Regions from separate parts of the Danio rerio genome. Here all the other regions are linked to region 1. The links are chromatin contacts, called in public HiCAR-type and HiChIP or PLAC-seq maps. All regions are on one chromosome and are shown on one strand. The core of a region is the stretch at or near the end of the contact, and the rest is flanking DNA. Distances in the headings are between cores, read along the strand shown. Region 1 holds the start of kctd15a (potassium channel tetramerization domain containing 15a). Region 2 holds the start of si:dkey-219c3.2. Region 3 overlaps si:dkey-219c3.2.

Region 1 (4,473 bases), core at 1,446-3,945:
GTTGTACGTCAAAGACTTGTGGACTGTGTCTAAGCCTTTAGATTTATCTATGAAAGGCCAAATAATGTAAATGTATCCATGTTTTAGCTATAGTTGCATTTAAAGCTACTGAAATTAATAAGTTTAATAATATAAAGATATCTTAAAGACTTATTTTGAAACTAAACAGGATTTACTTACGAAAAAATGGACTCGCAGCATAACAGCTGACAAAATGTGTATTCAGTATGTTAGTGTTCATTCATTTGAATTATATTTGATTAAAATTCTGACTACCACCAAATAATTACATGGGAAAAATAGATTTTCAATTTCTTCTATGTGAAAACAAACAATCATAACAATCAAATGACTCTTAATTTGAGCTGGTTCTTATCATGAGTCACTTAAAAAGTCGAATTCATCGTATTTGTTGGTCAACAAATGATTTCTGACCTGAATAGCAGTGTCCAGAAAACTGACACACTTTTCACATTAGCCAAAAAACTGCTAATTTTATTTTGTATAAAGACATGAATGTTGGATAATTTTTATCAAATGTCATTAAAATGTTATTAAAATACTGTGAAACAATTTCAAGAATGCAAATTTCAAATGTTAAGATCCAAAAGACAAACAAAATGAAGCCCATGCATTCCAATGATGAACAAATGACTCTTATGAGTCGTTTTTTTAATGAGTCACGCAAATCTGTTGAATTCTTAACTGAATGAAAAGTTTGTTCATAAAAATCAATATTAATAATACTTGAACACTACGTTAATAATAAGCTACAATATTAGCTAAACATTTTCAATTGCATCTAAAACATCAGGTTTTATTTTTTATTTTTTTGTATCCCACGTGTGAGCAATAAATCATTTTCAATTTGAACTTAAAAAATTGTCTACCAATAAATAAACATTTCAAATAAATTTCTTATAAATTACGAAAAATCAAACACAGCCTGACAGGTTGCCTGTAGCACAACTCTTATGAGCCAATTCTTTTAACGAATCACACAAAAGATTCATAACTTAGAATCAACGTGTCAAATTATTCAATGAATGAACGCTGAATTTGTCAAGAACGGTTTGAATCAACATCTCAGTCAATGAACTGCAGGTTATTATGGTTAGTTTAAGTGAAATTGAATAATAGAATTAATATATAAAATTTACATTTTTGTTACTAAAAAACATCAATTAATCTTCAGAGTCACGGCTAAAGACATTATATTAATTATAAAATTGTTTACAACTTTTACAAGGCTATATGTTTTAATTTGTCCTTATCCATTCGTTCCTATAAGACTATACTGCGCCACAGTAATAAGAAACCCATATTTCAAAAGCAGTAGCAGTTTAGAAAAACGAAGTAACGACTCCTGGGAGCCGAATCATTCAATGAGTCACTCAAAAGCCTCATAACTTGGAATCAGTCAAACACCAAATGCTTCATTCAATGAACAGACATTTTCAGAAAGGGTTGAATCAACAACTGACTAAAATACGAACTGCATTTTTAGTGAGTAATGTCTAATGTTATATATATATATATATATATATATATATATATATATATATATATATATATATATATATATATATATATATATATATATATATATATATATATATAACGCTTCAATAGTATGAACATCATGTCATGACTTGAAAAGCTAACTATTGATGTTTGTAGTGAAAAGGAATCTGCCGCTACGAGCGAGTGCAAAGTAAGATCTCATCAAAGTCCGAAATAATAGTTGATGATAACTGCGCCAGGTCTCAGGAGTGCGTAAAATAGCCCTACAACTCTATGTACCGCACTTCCTGTACGCAATGGGCATACAGTAGTGCTCTGACCTCTCATTGTATACCCAAATCAGCCCTCCCTGATCTAAAACTGCAAAAGCACGACACACTGAGAACGAATGCAATAAAGAGAAAAGACTCGAGAATTTGACAGAATCTGTACCGTACCGTTTCAAACATTTTAGGATGTCCGACGCAATCTGAGGAGGATTCTCCGATGAAGCTTGCTCGTCCTCTAGAAAGAACTTTTGGTAATATTTTCTCCAAGAGCTCTTCGTACAGAATCCGTTCGGAATCCAGCGGAAATCTAACGCCGGTGCGAACGCAGCGCTATATAGGTCGCTGTGGCTTTAAAAACTCGCCTAAAACACAGACTGCTATAGACACTTTCCACAAAAGCTACACAGGGGAGTCAGTCAAGGCTGCGTCCTTACCTTGGAAGACATAGCTGTAAATGTATCTTCAGCCCTCTTTAAAACATGAGATCGATGGTGGCGTGTCTTAGCCTCGCTTTTTTTCTTTCTTGCTCCTTTTTTGTTGAAGCGTGAGAGTGCGTTGAAGGCACAGCGTTCCAGCCCGAATAACAGAGGACAGCTGAACAAGAATTCTTGCTCAAGGCTCTCCAAACGCCCCGGGGCAGGATTAGGCTACAATTAGCTCAACCCTGCCTGAGCTGGGGCGAGTTACAAGAACAACATTTGATCTTGCTATTCGCATTTGGGAGGATGCGTATGTGTGTCTTTTCGTCGCATTTATCGTCATTTATTTATTCATCGTCTGAACAAAGATATGATGAGCGCGCGCGCGTGTGAGGATAACGGTTTACCTGTGTGCATGTCTTTGGCTAACCTTCAGTGGGAAAAAGAAGAAGGCTGTTGTATTAAACCACTTTACCCACAAAATATAGCCTACTGTATTTTCTAACTACGAACGTCTTTTTTGATTGATGTTTCTATTTTAATGGAAGAATTAATTTGCTTCCAAACGTGTCTCTCGGCGCCCTAATAATGTTCTGCTGGCCATGAAAACTAAATGACGTATATCGATATGCATTGTGCCTCTGCAAAGGCGCCCACACAACCGCCTCGGGCCAAACGCGCCATTTCAATTTTTGCGCGCGGCTAGATAGAGATGTCTGCCTCGATGGCACACAGATTTCAGGTGGAAAGACGGGCGCATTGTGCTGAAAAGGAAAGGCTTTAACAAAAAGCATATTTGACAGTTTTAGACCCTTTTAATACTACTCTCCATCTCTTGGAAATGCCCTGTGCCTTAACATCTGGCGCCAACCAGTGACCAAAGTGAACGCAGCCTACAAACGGGTTTACAGCATTTCCACAACGAATATATTCAGAGTTCTGTATGAATATAGGTTTATGTCGACGCTTAGAAAAAGGTAAATTGAAATAGGCTAAAAAAATACAACAGTTTTAGAAACAGTAAAATAAAAATAAAAAAATACAAGCTTTAATGTTTGTGGGACATTTAAAGTCAAATGAGATAACTACACATTTAAATCATGGGTCTCAAACTGAATTCCTGGAGAGCCGTAGCTCTGTTTTGCTCCAAATCTAATAAAACACACCTGATCCAATTAATCAATGTGTTCAAAAGAGTCTTGATTAATTGGATCAGGTGTGTTTAATTAGAGTTGGAGCTAAACTTCAGATGTGCGGCCCTCCACGAATTCAGTTTGAGAACTATATAGGCTATAATTTAAATAAACGTTTCATGACCTAAAAGTCGCTTTTATGTGCGTTCTTGTTCTTGTTTGATATCATATAAATGCTTCAAGGACACCAGAATTCATATTTCAACACATTTGACACTTGCAATGTTGTCCCTCTGGAAATGTTTATTCTCTACCTTGACATCTGGCGCCAACCAGTGACCAAACCTACCACAACCGTTATTATTTTTTGGCCTTTTTTAAAATTTAGTTTATTATTTAATTTGCAATGAGTTAATGTATAACAGGATAATGGTTAAAAGTAAAAAACAGGGGAAAACACTGTAAAAAGATGCAGGCTTCCACACAATTCCTTCCTGTTGTCCCAACAAAAGTCGAATAAGTTAACATCATTGTTTTTGCAAATTTAAGTTAGTTTTACGTAAAACAATTAAATTGTCCCAAAAAGGCTTAAGAATTTTTGATTAAGCTCATTTCAAAAAGTAATTTGAACAACTAGTAAAAATATGTTTTTTTAGTGATAACAAAACGGTTCCTAAAACTGACTTTTTAAAATTAAAGATATAGCATTAATGTTCATGAAGAACATTTAATATGGGCCCTTTTTATTCTACAAGATTCTTTACTTAAAAAAAATATAATGTTTGCTGTTTGTTCAAACAATTAATTTAAAATGAGCTCAATTCTTGAGTTTTGTTTTTGGGACAACTTAATTGTTTTATGTTTAATCCACTAACATTTGTTAAAAAAGAATAAATTAACTCAGTTCCCTTATGTTGCCCCGACACAAATCGATTGTGAGGAACCCAGCATTTTTACAGTGTGGAAAGGTTATAATGGATTCTTCAGATTATGAAAATGTTCATACAGTACATAAAAATGGTTCTTTGAAACACTTGAGATCACATGAAATGTCTTGTTCTTCCTGAGACCTTAAGACGTCTTAAACGTTTGAACTAGTCTATCTGTGCCTATGTTTAAGATGAGATG
Region 2 (4,473 bases), core at 552-3,051, 110 kb before region 1:
GCGCAGTAGATAGTGCTGCCGCCTCACAGCAAGAAGGTTGCTGGTTCGAGCCTCAGCTCAGTTGGCGTTTCTGTGTGGAGTTTGCATGCTCTCCCTGCGTTCGCAGGGGTTTCCTCCGGGTGCTCCGGTTTCCCCCACAGTACAAAGCCATGCGGTACAGGTGAATTAGGCTAAATTGTCTCTAGTGTGTGTGTGAATGTGTGTGTGGATGTTTCCCAGAGATGGATTGCGGCTGCAAGGGCATCCGCTGCATAAAAACTTGCTGGATAAGTTGGCGGTTCATTCCGCTGTGGGGACTCCAAATTAATAAAGGGACTAAGCCGACAAGAAAATGAATGAATGAATTATATTGTTATAACATGTTACACTTTTATGATGTTACAAATTTGTGTGACTAAAACCAAAAATAGGATTATTTACATACAACTCTATAAATGTATGCATAGAAATTTGTGTTTTAATTTAGATAAAAATATTTAATTACATTACAATGGTATATTTTAACACAGTATATTTTAAGATGAAGAACAAAGGATCAGATCCACACACAAAACTCAGAGAATAAGATACATTTAATTAATTAGCAATAGATTTCCACAGATATTTAGCCCATCATTGAGTCTATTTATTTACTAGTGTAAATGTGTAAACGTTTATATTTATTCAATTTTTAAATAATTATTGGTAACATTATTGATTAATATGAAAATTTTATATATGATATATTGTGAGACATTTGCTTTATTATCCAAATAAGTGGATCTAATTGGATTTGCATTGTAAACTTAAACAGGTATTATTTTTTATTTCATATTTTAAGTTTTTAGTTATGATACTCCCAAAATCATTCTGCATAATTCTGCAGACTTTTTTTTTTTTTTACACAATTCTACGCAGAAATAGTGAAAAATGTCCCCAGATTCTGTCTGGTCCTGGCTATAGGTACATATGGTAGCATGATTTCATACAAAAAAAAATTAAAACAATAAATTATTGATTAAATCATTATACATTCACAATTTGCAATAACATTTCACAGTTAAGATTTGTTTTTTAAAAATATTCAGAGAAAAAAAAAGTGGTATTGTTATATAGAAAGTAGCTGTGCAGCACTGTCGCCTCAGACCAAGAAGTTCGCAGTTTCGAGTCCTGGTTGGGTCAGTTGGCATTTCTGTGTGGACTTTGCATGTTTACCCCGTGTTGGCATGTGTTTCCTCCAGGTGCTCTGGTTTCCCCTACAGTCTCATGTGATCCGTGAACTAAAGTGTGTGTGAATGGGTGTATGGGTGTTTCCCATTAATGGGTTGCAGCTGGAAGGGCATCTGTGTGTAAAACATTTGGGAATAGTTAATGGTTCATTCCTTTGATAAATAAAGGACTAAGCCAAAGAAAGATTAATGAATGAATAGACAGTAGAAATATATGAGAACAGAAATTATAAAAATAGAAATTATATTGATAAAATATAAAACTTAGTAAATAATTACATTCTATATCATAATTACAACAAGAAAATATTATATGTAACACAGTGGCAATATCTAATTTAGTTTGACATCAAATTGATTGTATAGATCAAAACATTCAAAAAGCGTTTATATATATATATATATATATATATATATATATATATATATTATATATATATATATATTTATTTATTTTTTTTAAACTTATTTATTCGTTCTATAAATGAAATCTAAAAGTGACAGGCTTATTATGACAACAGCTGCAAAACTTGGCCATGATGTCATTACGTTTCCCACAATGCCTCAGCAGCAAAACAACGCACGCGCCGTACGCATTTCTCAAGCGTCTCTCAAAGATGGCGGGTGTCCCCGATCCACTGGAAGATATGCTCTATTCCGAAGTGGACGAAAAAGCCGTCAGTGACCTCGTAGGCTCGTTAGAATCGCAATTAGGTGGACAAAACAAGACAGTCGGTCCTCAAGGCGACGCCAGGAGAGCTTCGAACGCGCTAAATCCACACTTGGGGAAATTACTGCCCGCCCAAGTAGGAACAACACTGGAGCAGCAGCAGCGGCAGCGGCAAGCAGAACGAAACCAGGAGGGAAACTCTCAAGAAAACGGTCCGGACAGGATACCGGCGTCCAATTGTGTCCCTGCCACCGCGAACCTGCCCGCGAACACTTCTGCGAATTTGGTTCCCGCCGCGAACCGGGCGCAATATCATTCATCAAATCCATCAACTTGTTCAAGTGACGCAGCAGCACCAACAGACTCTCATCCCAACACAAATCACATTGCGTCTGCTGTCCGGACGGTTCCCGCCAGAACACAGCCAGTGAACGGAAGCAGTAGCACGTTAAACTCTTCTGTTATCGCTTCTGCTCCTGCTTCTGTGAACGGTATTGACGTTGGTTCAGGTGGAGGTAGTGGTAATAAAAGCAACATGTCTGCTCCTACTTCTACAAATACTGCTTTTGTGCCCGCTCAGCCCAACAGCACACTGCCACATGCGAATGTGTCACTAGATAGTCAAGCAAATCCCACCATAGCACTGCACAGGCCTCCAAACACCATCACTAGTGTCGTCCACAACGGAGGTGACCCTAAAGTCTCAGGATTGCCCGTGCAGGGGGCTGCTCTTGTGCCCACCCCTGTGGCGTTCACAAACACTGAGCCCAAATCTGACCCTCAAAACCAGATTAAAGCCATCGTCCCGAACCAGCTCCCAGGGACTCCTGTAGGGTTGCACCCCAGCACACCCACTCAAATAATTGTGTCGTCCAGTCCTGTGGTGACCTCACTTCCTGTGGCAAGCACCCCTTCTGCCCTTCCAAAGCCAACAGCAACTGCTCTTGTAGGACAGCCTACCACCCTGTTGAGACCTGCTACGCCCACTCAAGGGACACCAACTGCGACACCCCAACAGCGCCCGGGGGCTCCTACGACCCAGCTGATTGTCAGACCACCACAACAAACCACCATTCAGTTACCACCGGGATTCACCATACCACCAGGTAACCACTCAAGAATGAGTAGATGCACAAAAAGGGGTTAGTTCAGTTCACCCAAAGGTGAAATTTGTCTACTCTCATGTCATTCCAAACCCGTATGATGCGTACATTGGGGATGTATTTAGAGAAATGTGCATATAATAAAAGCCAGTGGGGTCCAAGACAACAACTCTGGACCCCAATTGACTTCAGTTGTAAAAAAAGTTACAATAACATCTGTTTTTCAAATTTTGGCAGTCAGAGTCTGCTTTCTTTAATAGGAAGGATGAAACAAATGGGTTGCACAAATTCACAGAATTTCACCAAGTGACTGACAGAAAACGTCTTGGGTAGAAAGTGTTATTTGTAAAAATCCAAAATCAAACAAAAAGTGCTGAGGGGTAGCTTAAATATTGTGCCTGCACTCTTTGAGTGAGGGATTCATCAGAATAAACTGCAAAAATCAATCCAAGGCACTCAAAGAATGTGGAAAATATATTAAAAAAAGACATGGGGATGCTCTGCCAGAGACTGGTGTTGGCCGATAATCACATTTAATGACTCGACCCGTACTCACTCATCTGGCAGATCCCATGAACCGATCGCAAATGTTTGCTTGTGTGTTTACAAACAGAGGAAGATGCATGTGCGCAGTGCACCTGGGTTAAACAAAGCAGCTACTGCATGTATTTAGGCCTTTATATAAGAACTGAAAGTTCTGTTTTTTCACAATATTGCAAGTTTATTAAAACCTGGCTGGAAATATTAGATTAACTTAAAAGTTCTATTTTTTTAACATGGATACTAATAATAATGTAACTTGTAATTTACTCATTGCAATAAACAGTAGTTTATAGTAAGGCTGCACAGTTTACCGGTACTATAGTAGTATCATGATACTATGGGTTCAAAATACTGGCGGTGCCATTGTAGTTTGTAAACAGTATCATCATTAGCGGTCTATCTACATTAAATAATGTTGCATGTGGAAAAGTCACTAAAATGCTCACATGTTTGTGCAACAATAAGCCATTTTATTTGAATAGTATGTGGAGCCCTTTAAGGTTGCCAAACTGTAGAATATGCGCATTTTATGGTAGGCTATTGCATATTTTTTAGAGCTTTAGTTCAAATGCACATCTTAATCGATTCATTTCTGATTCTGTTAATATGATTTAGTAGCTACAACAACCGTGATAATCTCTTAAAAAGAATGACTCGCGTAGTGAAATGTTAAATCACTTTAGATTGTTACCTAATAAGACTGGGATAAAATAGATAAACGAAATAGCAAAATGAAACATTTTTGACCTTCATATAGGCTAATTTCGTTGGGAAAAAAAGTTCATTCGGTATAATTTGTATCTTTATTTTAATGTATTTTTGTTGGTCAGTTTTCTACAAAATAAACAAAAAGAATGAATGCATTATACGTGAAGTGAGGTGAAAATAATACTTTTTGGCCTTAAGAAAGTTATGAATTAAATTAACGTAGACTAATTATAACATAAAA
Region 3 (4,473 bases), core at 619-3,118, 89 kb before region 1:
AAGGTAAGCTATTGAGAGACTTAATGAGCTTAGAGTCCATTTTAAACCCACTAAAGGAAAGTTATGGAGGCTTAAGTGCTCCTTTTCTCATGCAAGAGTCCAGTGAAGGTACCGCAGTATAATTGCAAGTTTTATTGCAGGTGCTATTGGGACACCCTTGCAAGTGAGGAGCCCCATGGGTGTGGCCATTCATGCCTCGGCCAATCAGAAACAGAAGCTCAATGACCCCGGAGGCGGGACTTTCAGGTAGCTTTTCTAATAGTCCAGTAGGTGGCAGCATTTCTCTAGATTTGCTGCTTGTTTCTTGACATTTGGGAGCTGAATATGAGGATGTGAGAATGGGTGTGATGGAATGAAGTCAAGTTTGTCACTGTTTATTATTATTATTATGATAAAGAAATTAAATAGTGAAAGATTTCTGAAATTCATTATACATTTAGTTTTTTTGTTGTTAATATTTTACTAAAATGTGTGTATATATTTAATTGTATTTATTTATGAATGTTTATTTATTCATTTATACAAATAATAAAGTATTGTCACATTTTATATATATCTTATAAATTTTTATATCATATATATATATATATATATATATATATATATATATATATATATATATATATATATATATATATATATATACACACACAGTGATTTTTTTAAAATGTTTTAAAGCTTATCCTGCTCACCAAGGCTGCATTTATTTTATTCAAAATAAATAGCTAAATTGTGAAATGTTATTGCACTATAAAATAACTATTCAAAATTAGTTTATAATTTATTTTAATAATTTATTCCAGTGGTTTTAATGGGATTTTCAGTTTCATTACTCCAGTCTTCAGTCACATGATCCTTCAGAAATCACTCTAATATTAATTATTATTATTATTATTATAAATTGTATCATAAAATTGTAATAAAATTTAATAAAAAAGTATTATGAAAACTGTTTAAATTTAATTATTTTTTAGTACAAAATAAAGGTTTTGTTTTCTGTGTATAAATATGTGACAGTACTTATTTGTAAAATAAAGTGTTAAGATTTTTTTCTTTATTAATGTTGATTCTTAAAATTGAAAACATGACAAATATTTAGAATATACAGTCATTAACGGTACTATATTTTTGGGTAGGTATTTTATGCAGTAGCATTACTACATACATAAAAAAATTTTGAAATTGGGAAAAAAGGACAACTATTTCAAATATACAAAGATTTTACCATACAACTGTGTATGTAGTAATATGCTTCAGCATACAAATACATCTTAAAAATGTAATTCCAAAGCTTTAAATTAAAAATATTATGATAAAAAATTACTATATATTTATTTCATTTTTATACATATATAATTCCCAGCTTAATAATAGAATCATAAATTGATAATATTTGATAAAAATATTTGACAAAAATATTTAAAATTGTTAGATTTAAATATGTTATGATAATATACCTGTTTAATGCATGGAAAAACCCATCTTCTGTTTCCTTGGGTTATATCCACAGGGATGATGACGACATCAATGACGTGGCATCCATGGCTGGTGTAAACCTGAACGAGGAAAACGCCCGTATCTTGGCCACGGGTTCAGAGCTGGTGGGCACCCAAATCCGCTCCTGTAAGGATGAGGCCTTCCTTCCTGCCAGCCTGCTCCACAAACGACTCCTCGAAACCGGTACCAAATATTTTAAGCCACCACAACACCCTTTCACACATACCGTAGCGGCAGTCTGGCAATGTGATTGTCAGGATCAGTTTCTCCTGGCAGGTTTACAGTCATAAAGAGGTTTAAGCTGCACCGCCACTGTGTGGGCAGTTAATATTCTGTCTAATTACTGTATCAGTGTTGACTGACGTTGTTTGAGGGCGGATCTTTCAAATGGGTGTGGGATTATGAATGGATTTAAACAAAAAGCTGATGAAAGCTGGCCCGATGAGACAGGAAACATGTGTCATTTCTTTTTATAAGCATCAGGATTCGGCTGCTTGATTTAAATGCCACACAGAGAGCTAATATTTGAAAGTATGAATAGATTACTAAAGGAATCTGCACATTAACACTTTGTATGACAGCTTAAGAAACGCTGTATAATTAAGGTAATTTCTTCGCATGCATATAAAGAAAAAAGTAACTGTGTGTATAAATAACGTAAATGTATTTTAAATTGTAGTTTAAATATTATTTCAGTAATTCAGTCACATGACAGAACACAGTGTCTCGTGATCCATTGGAATTAAGTTTTATATGATGATTTGATCCCGCAAATCAATGTTGGATAAGTTACTTTAACAAAGATATTAATTACTAATTATATCATAGAAAAGAAAAACTGATTAAATTTCGCAATAAGTAGTTTAATTTCTTGACTCTGTATTACTTAATCCTTAAAATTCAATGCTTAGGCAGTGTAAATTAAACTTTCAATTGTTTACATTTAAGTCAAACATAGTCTTTAGGTTTATTAAAAAAAAGACATTTTAATAACAAACCTACCTTTTTTTAAAATTAGCAAAAAAAAGCTAAACACTTATCAAATCCCTAAATCAGGTGTTCTCAATGTCTACATTAAAGTTTCCAAATCTGAATTTTTATTAAGGTCAAAGGTCCAGAACTGAAGAATGATATTACATAACTTGTTTTAATAAACATCCATGCTTCACTAGTCAACACTACTTATTTTTCTTTAAATAAAGTGGCATTTGCATTCAAAACACATTTATACAATGCATATGTGGCAAAACCACTAATATAATAGAAGTGCATTTTTGTACAAAATGCAACAAAAGGTAGGCCCAATAGTATCTAGATGGAGCCATGATGATGATAGCTGAGGTTGCATATCTTAGAGATCTTAATGTCAGACACAATACGCTCAATGGAGCGAGTGACATTACTGTAAAGGGTAGGGTTAGGTGCGTGCATTAAAAAGCATTGCAATCAGGCCAACTACACCAGGTCTGCATCCAGACCTCTCTTCAAAAAAGTGAAAAATACAAAAGAGGTGTAATGGTTTTTACACCTGCCTTATTTAGTTCGATTGAGTCGCACTAGAGTTCGTTTTCCCTTTTGTTGCGGTTCGTTTGGGCAGGTGTGAATGCAGCAATCGTACTCAAGTACCAAAAGCGGACCAAATAAGCGTACCAAGACCTGCTTGACGAGGTGGTATCGGTACGCTTTTAAACGAACCCTGGAGCATTTCGTTTGTGGTGAGAATGTGATCCATACTAAAACAGGTCCAACCGCAAAAAGTACTGCGTCTTTTGGACTAATCCAGCTACCATAGGCCGATGCGCTGTGCATTATGGGTTATGGAGGAAAAATATTTGTTTACAGCACTTTACCAACAGAGAGAGGGGAAAACATTACCTAATGGATCGTTGGTAATATTTCCGCAAGATGACCATGTCGCAGTTTAGCTAAATTAATTCACGCCTCCTCCTGAAGTGACAAGCGATGCATTAAAACAGTGTTTTCCAGCCGCAGCTGCGCTTCATTCTCGAAATGTATAGTTTGTCTAAAGCAGGCATACAGTCAGTCAGCGCAGTCGAGTCAACAAAAGGACATTTTTTTGTCTGCCGGTTTTGTTTACTTGCGGGAGTTCATTTGCATTTTCCCGCACTTGAATTCCGACCAATTAATAAGCTGTTTAGGAAATATGTTCAACAACATCTGACCAATGAGAGATGTGGATTTTGTCAGATGACTGCATTTTGGTTCAATTCAACTGGTTCGGACCAAAGCCAGCAGTGTGGTGTGAAAATGACCCAAAGAAGGCAGAAAATGCAACAATGTATCATTTATTGCCCTTGATCCGGACCAAATGAACCGAACCACAGATGTGAAAGCACCCTCAAGAACACTTTGTGTTGTAGTTTTGCGGTCCTTATATATGCATTTTGTGGATACTGTCATTCAAAATGTTCGTGTTTCGTTTCATAGTGGCGTTTCACATTTCCACTCTTTACTCTGATTGTCTCATTACAAGTCAAGCAGGATGGCTTTGTGCTGGCTTGTTTCAAAATAAACACATACTTATCTGTCTATTCAGCTTTAAACTGTCAATTCTCTTCATCAGGTTTTCTTTTCTGTGAGACCGTCATCTTCCTCCATTCAAATGATCGCTTTGTGCTGTTAAAGCAGGTGCGTGCGTGATTAGTCCGCTCAATCACGTGAAGCCTCGTATGATCACTGGATGTAATGACAACAGTCACGCAGGAAAACTTATTATTAATATTTTCTCTTTTATTTCTTTCATTTTCTTTTATTTTTAAACATGTTTTTGAAAAAATAACATTGAGATTTCTTAGTTATAATTAATTGTAATCAAATCACTTAAAGTGTTAGGAAAGAGATTTAGGTTGTTCCCAATAATTTTTTTCTATAAATTAATGCTGCTACTTTGACATTTAACATCAAAGAATCCTAAAAAAGGAAATGAACGTCTGTATCCAGAGAAATATAAAGCTG

The links. HiCAR-type assays count read pairs that join an accessible place to other places. HiChIP or PLAC-seq counts read pairs in DNA pulled down with a chosen protein or histone mark.
Region 2: a contact with region 1 is called in an H3K4me3 HiChIP or PLAC-seq map of gastrula embryo, with 6 times the contacts expected there. The contact joins the promoter of si:dkey-219c3.2 here to the promoter of kctd15a in region 1. A contact is called at or near these places in 3 of 4 datasets of contacts at active chromatin or transcription factors (caudal fin, embryo and gastrula embryo).
Region 3: a HiCAR-type map of caudal fin shows a contact between it and region 1, with 7 times the contacts expected there. The contact joins the enhancer-like site here to the promoter of kctd15a in region 1. A contact is called at or near these places in 8 of 18 Hi-C or Micro-C datasets (caudal fin, embryo, hematopoietic stem cells and 1 more) and 3 of 4 datasets of contacts at active chromatin or transcription factors (caudal fin, embryo and gastrula embryo).

Annotation. Positions count from the first base shown.
Region 1 is chr25:21,631,604-21,636,076 of GRCz12tu, forward strand. It overlaps kctd15a (potassium channel tetramerization domain containing 15a), which reads right to left and starts at 2,696. Exons shown (of 5, transcript NM_001006012.2): 1 at 2,228-2,696. The coding sequence starts at 2,239.
Region 2 is chr25:21,522,434-21,526,906 of GRCz12tu, forward strand. si:dkey-219c3.2 reads left to right here and starts at 1,802. Exons shown (of 14, transcript XM_017354184.4): 1 at 1,802-2,984. The coding sequence starts at 1,826.
Region 3 is chr25:21,543,138-21,547,610 of GRCz12tu, forward strand. It overlaps si:dkey-219c3.2, which reads left to right. Exons shown (of 14, transcript XM_017354184.4): 7 at 1-3; 8 at 141-246; 9 at 1,511-1,680. Among named protein-coding and RNA genes, the nearest start is that of si:dkey-219c3.2, 21 kb to the left of the region's middle. Within about 2 kb of position 1,869, at least 1 of the 62 cell types and tissues checked has an H3K27ac peak or open chromatin away from gene starts, as enhancers often do. A contact at or near this core is called in caudal fin, where this site is marked.